2 separate regions of the Ovis aries genome follow, and region 2 is linked to region 1. A link is a contact called in public Hi-C data. All regions are on one chromosome and are shown on one strand. Each heading gives the region's core, a stretch centred on a gene start, on an enhancer-like site or on the middle of the called end of the contact. The rest is flanking DNA. Distances are from core to core; before and after follow the strand shown. Region 1 has its middle 100 kb from the start of TRNAE-UUC. Region 2 overlaps TBL1XR1 (TBL1X/Y related 1).

Region 1 (2,700 bases), core at 54-2,553:
CACCTACTGAACCATTGTGGAGAGCTGGACTTCGGAAATTTCCAGCGCAAAATTGTAGGTGGGGGCGGGAGAGCTGTAGGGCAAGCCTGTGGAGGCGATTTTAGAAGTGCACACGTTGTAGGGAAATTTTTCCCTCAAACTGTCTAGAGGGAAGTGGTCATGATCCACTACAAGTTCTCCTGAAATGATCAAGTGCACAGAGGCAAAGCGCTACACTGCTGAGAAACGTGGCTGCTTTGCTTCCTCCGCAGTCCCCAGGCAGCTCCAATGTACTTCATATCAGTAAGTGATCAGTCCCAGCCAAGGGTACAGAGGGATGTGATCCGGCTGGGAAGAACTGCACTCCCCTTCTAAGTCTCCAGATAGCCAGTTCCCCGCTGGTTGCCATTTTTTGCAATTTAAAATTTAAGAAAATTTAAATAGGATTAGCCCTGTGTGTGGAAGAGAAGAGCCTGTTTGAGGAAACAGAAAAGGTACCATGTTGTGTAAGTTTTACATATTTTAACTGGGTGGTGTTTGTGTGTGTATCCACAGAACAAAGTGCAGTAATTATACAATTCGTTATTTAAGCCATTATAAGGACCGCTACAACAGGAGGGAGGGGAGAGAATATCTAAACTACATTAAATGATTCTTAAAAGCTCATTCTAGGAAAAGGAAATGCCAGAGTAGTAAGATAAGGAGTCTTCATTAACAACAAATTCATCATTTCCCTCCTTCAAAATGAGACACTCTTCTAAGGCAGTTTGCTTGGAAAGTAGTTTTGCACCGTAAATCTGGGACATGTTTTTTATGTATGTGTTTGCTCTGCATGAGGCTTAAGAAAAACACAGCAACCAAACCACCCGAGCCAACCCTGGAGGGAAAGAGAAGACCTAATCACCCGTGATGGCGATTACATAATAGAGATTCGCGCACACAAACCCCCAGAGTCTCAAAAGAATCAGCCTTTGGCTTCCTGTCATAAAAGATGCCTTTTTTTCCTTTGTGAGGATCACTAAAAATGCTTCCTAAAGACCAAGTGGATGTCTTTGGTAGAAATAGAGGTCACTTAGGAATGATTAAGTACACCCCCAGCCAACATGAAGCCTGTATCGATAACTAAAGTGCCTCTGCATTTAGCGCAGCAAAAGCTCATAATCTGTTTCTAATCGGTGCCCTGAAGATGCTCCCAAGGAGGAAAAGGCCTGGCGTGGGTAGTCGCCCCTCCCCAGGCCCGCGTCTCAGGCCCTCCCTGGGGCAGCCGGAGTGCTCCTCTCTTAGATAATGCCAGGTACTCTGGAAAGTAGCCGTGTAATAATACACAAACCCCTGATGATGTCAGCGTGTTATTGACTTTCCAAGTCTGAATGACTGAGCAGAGGAGCGGGGGTGGGGCGCGATCCATCCGGCAGCGCGGGGACCGGCCAAGCGAAAATGAGCTCGCGGACCAGGCCGGGGGGAGGGGCGGCAGCGGCTCAGCGCTCAGGCTCCGCCAAGGCGGCGTCGGTGTCCGCGGCCCAGCCCGGGCACGGCTCCGGGCTCCCGCTCCCGAGCTCTTTGCGTTTGGTCAAACACCCCTCCGGCAGAAATCGCTCAGGCCACCCCCCTTGACAACCACCACCCTCCCCCTCTCCTCCGGCAGCTTTCACCACGTGGCCGAGCCGCCTTACAAAACGGGGAGCAGAGGGCTAGAAAGGGGGCCCCTGCCCTTCCCCTGCCCTGCACCAGAGCCTGCCGCCCCAGCTGCGGTGAATTCGCAGATGTGACGGTCGCCGGCCGCAGAGTATTGCCCTCTGCTAGAGATCCCCTTGGAAATTGCACCTCAGCGGTGGTGACATTTTATGGGATGTGACTGGCTTCCTTTATGGCGCTGGGAGTGCAGGTGCCGGATTGTAGGTTCCTGTTCTCACCCAGCAAACCGACCACAGGGCGCCCAGTCATCTTCAAGGCTAGGTGTGAACCGGGCCAGGCTGCCCTTAAATGGAATTGCATTTGGAGGCCGGGATCTGGGGATAAGCACTCCAGGCTGGGGCGTGGCCTTCCCCACCAGGCCTCTGCCTCCCTTTCGGGCCTAGCAGCTCCTGCTGGCCCTCCGCCCTCCCGCGCACCCAGCTTCGCTGGGGGCATCTATGGGACTAGGCACCTAGACCGCTGCCTGCTGGCGCAGCTCCCTCAGTCCCTCTCCTCGACCTGCTGAAACCCTCCCAGAAGTCCACGTCCGCAGAACTTCAACCCAACGCCCCAGGGCCAGACTGCTCCTCCTCAGAGCTCCAGCCTGCCTCTCCCCGCGTTCCCTGCCCCATCAGGTTTGTTCATGGAAGCCCCAGGCGGGCCCCCTGGTTCCCAGTCCTGTTCTACCCCTTATTAGCTGTGTGCGTGTAGACAGAGTGCTTAACCTCTCTGTATCCTTTATCCGTGGAAAGCGGGAAGCAGTAATCCCCGCAGTCACTGCTGGGAGGATTAAATGAAAGCCGGATTTCATAAGAGACTCCAGCCTTCGAATATTCCAGTCCTTTGCCTTCACTAGCAGTGTCATCTGTCGGGCCAGAGTCCCAGGGTGGTTCGCTGGACTGTGGGGCCCGCTGTTCCCCCTACCCTCCGGGCTCTCTAGAGCCCACTGACCCTCAGTGCCCCCCTCCCTCCACGGGGACCCTGGGAAGAGGCACTTTACTACCAAGGTTGGGGTGCCCTGGGGAATGTGCCTCTGACCTAAGCGAG
Region 2 (2,768 bases), core at 154-2,653, 200 kb after region 1:
TTTTACATGGCATTTGAAGAACTAGTTAGTTGTACAAAATACTCTAGGTCAGAAGTATTTGGAAAATTGGGTAGGTGTGGCTGGCAAAAAAGTTGTATTTATTCGTGCGTGTACTTATACTGTCCCCTGGTGGGGGTACCCGAGATCCATATTGTATTGATTCCATCCTGCCTACAGCAGTAAGAGTATGGATATAGATTTCTTCCCCTTAAGTAAAGTGATACTCTCATTACAAATTCTTTGTTATGTTGGAATAAGAGCTCTTTGGAAGCAAAGGCTTTGAAAAAGAACTTGAGAGACCTAGAGAGGAAGTTGATAAGAGACCCAGCACCTAATGTACCTTATTCTTCCTCTTATTGGTGATGTTCTTGGTCTGATAATTCCTTTGAGCCCCAGTTAACTTGTTTCTTAAATAGAGATAGTAATACCTACTGTACAAGCTTGTTTTGAGATTTAAATGATACTGAGTATGCAAACAATGCAGAATTTAATATTTATTTTGTTACTTCTAGTAAGAAATACTGAACCTCTGGACCTCAAGTTTGTGAACTATATAACTACATTGCTTTGCTTTAACCTTCATATCATCAAAACAAGCATTCTGTGCTATTAATAAGATATTTTTTAATTTTAAATTTTAAATTAAAAAAGAAATTGGGAGGCTGCATCTCGTGGGCAGCATATGGAATCTTAGTTCCCTGTCTGGGCCCATGGCAGTGAAAGTGCTGAGTCCTAACCACTGGACTGCCAGGGAATTCCCTATAAGACTTTTTTTTAGCTGGTTAGTTTTTATATCTGTGTTGCCTTTATTTCTTAGAACTCAAAAGGTATTTCCTTCTTTCCTTTGAGAGTCTGTATTTCAGTGAGCCTAGTTTATTTATTTATTTTTAAAGACTCCAGACAGTTTCACAGTTCAACCCAGTCATTGCTTGTATAGAAGGTGAATTAGTCCCATAGAAGTTTAAGTTACAGGCCCAAGACCATTGGCATCCTAGAGGCAGAGTAGGGATAAGGACCCAAGTGTGTTGTGACGAAAAGGTTCACCAAACCTTTCTCTTTCTGTGGATAAATGACCTTGGTTTAATTTTCAGCTGTTTCATGGGGCACATAAAGGTGGTATTACCAGTGTGGGGTCTGGGAAAATGGTCCCTGATTTGTGAGTTGCATCTGGAGTGGGAGTGACTACCTGGTAGGAGGAAGCGGTACATTCTTCTGAGTGTGCCCCTTGACGGGTTGGGTCCCGTGGAAGCTATACCCATGAGAGCCTTAAAAGAGGATGTTGGTTCCAGCTTAAGGTTTCCAAGCCAGGGTGGCCTCCACAGCCTCCTGTGAGTCTTGTACCCTTGCACCTGAGCAGTCATGTGGTGGTGGTTAGGAGGAAGTGCAAAGACAGCGGCTCCTGGAGTGCGCGTTCTGCTGACACATCTGGCCTGCTGCTACCCTGCTGGGCTTTCCGGCCCTGCAGCCTTTGAGTGAACAGGTTACAGCTGTGGTCTGCTTAGGTCTAGGATTTCCTCTAGTCTGAATCATCAGGGTAGTTCTTTTCATCTGATTGGTTAGCCTTGACTTGAGATCAAAAGGCCGTAGAACAATCACACACAAAAGATTTTCATCCTCTTTGGTTTTCCTTAAAATATTCTTTAAACAATTTCTGGCTTATTTCCCGTCTTCTGAGGAAGAGGTGAGATTTTGTTGCCATAGTCTGACCTCCACAAATCTTGCCACCACTGCCACCCCCATCCTTGAGATCTAGAATTATGTTTTAGAAATGACAGTAGGTACAAGTTATAAAGATAACTCTGATTTTTTCCAGGATTTTGTAGTTGAGTTTCTTGTTGCACTAATACAGAATATGGAACACAGTGGGAGGAAGGCTAACAAGACCAGAGACCCTTAGTCATTTGAGTACATGTTGGTCTATATCCATAGTTGTGTTTAGTTCTTTTTAACTAAAATATTTTAAGGTGATGATGGGTAGTTAAGTTATGTGTAGTGCTAGGCACAATATAAGCATTTGGTGGATATTAAAAAATTGAGTCTGTTATCTAGACTGTAGTAGGATTTAAGTGATCAGGCATTCCATTTCAGTGGCCTTTTTCCATTTTTTTAGTATCCGGTGTCTTGAGAAAGTTTGAAGTTCCTTGGTATTAACTTTGTAAGAATGCTTGTAAGAAAAATAATTTAAATAAACAGACCCTGGGCAACAATTAAGAAGTTTCTCTTTTGCATTTGATGACTTCTGTGACGGCTTTCATAATATTATATATAATGCTAAATATTTACGTAAACCTGTCATTTGTGACACCTAGTATCTATCCTAGGAATTAGAGCTTCATGATACATAGTAAATGTAGGTAAGAACAGATATTTCAGACAGAGGAAAAGATTAGACTCATTGAAACATGAAGGTCATTTATAGTTTGTGGATATGAGGTTCTCTTTCTAACACTAAGCTGATAACATCAAGACAAGACACATCTTCGTACATGATTTTCCGAATACAGAGCAAACGTAAGAGCAGCTTCCTGAGTATCTCACCGGCTCTCAGTTGAAATACAAACCAGTTCTGACCGTCCTACTTCTGCTGCATTGTGGGCGTCAGCACCTCCCTTCCCTGTGAAAAGTCCTGATTTTTCTCAGCCTACTTGCATTTTTTTTTTTCAATTTTCTTAAAAAAAAAAAAAAATTTTTGTTGTGGTTTGCATGCTTTTTAATTTATTTTATTTGCATTTTATTTGCTGCACCATGGCATGCAAGATATTAGTTTC

Evidence for each region. Hi-C and Micro-C count contacts between places; a contact is called where the count stands out from the background.
Region 2: a Hi-C map of hypothalamus shows a contact between it and region 1, with 6 times the contacts expected there. The contact joins two enhancer-like sites. A contact is called at or near these places in 3 of 16 Hi-C or Micro-C datasets (blood, hypothalamus and tail adipose tissue).

What each region holds. Positions count from the first base shown.
Region 1 is chr1:210,468,823-210,471,522 of ARS-UI_Ramb_v3.0, forward strand. No RefSeq gene overlaps it. Among named protein-coding and RNA genes, the nearest start is that of TRNAE-UUC, 100 kb to the right of the region's middle. Within about 2 kb of position 1,304, at least 51 of the 54 cell types and tissues checked have an H3K27ac peak or open chromatin away from gene starts, as enhancers often do.
Region 2 is chr1:210,672,413-210,675,180 of ARS-UI_Ramb_v3.0, forward strand. The region is part of intron 1 of TBL1XR1 (TBL1X/Y related 1); the gene reads left to right. Among named protein-coding and RNA genes, the nearest start is that of TBL1XR1, 82 kb to the left of the region's middle. Within about 2 kb of position 1,404, at least 16 of the 54 cell types and tissues checked have an H3K27ac peak or open chromatin away from gene starts, as enhancers often do.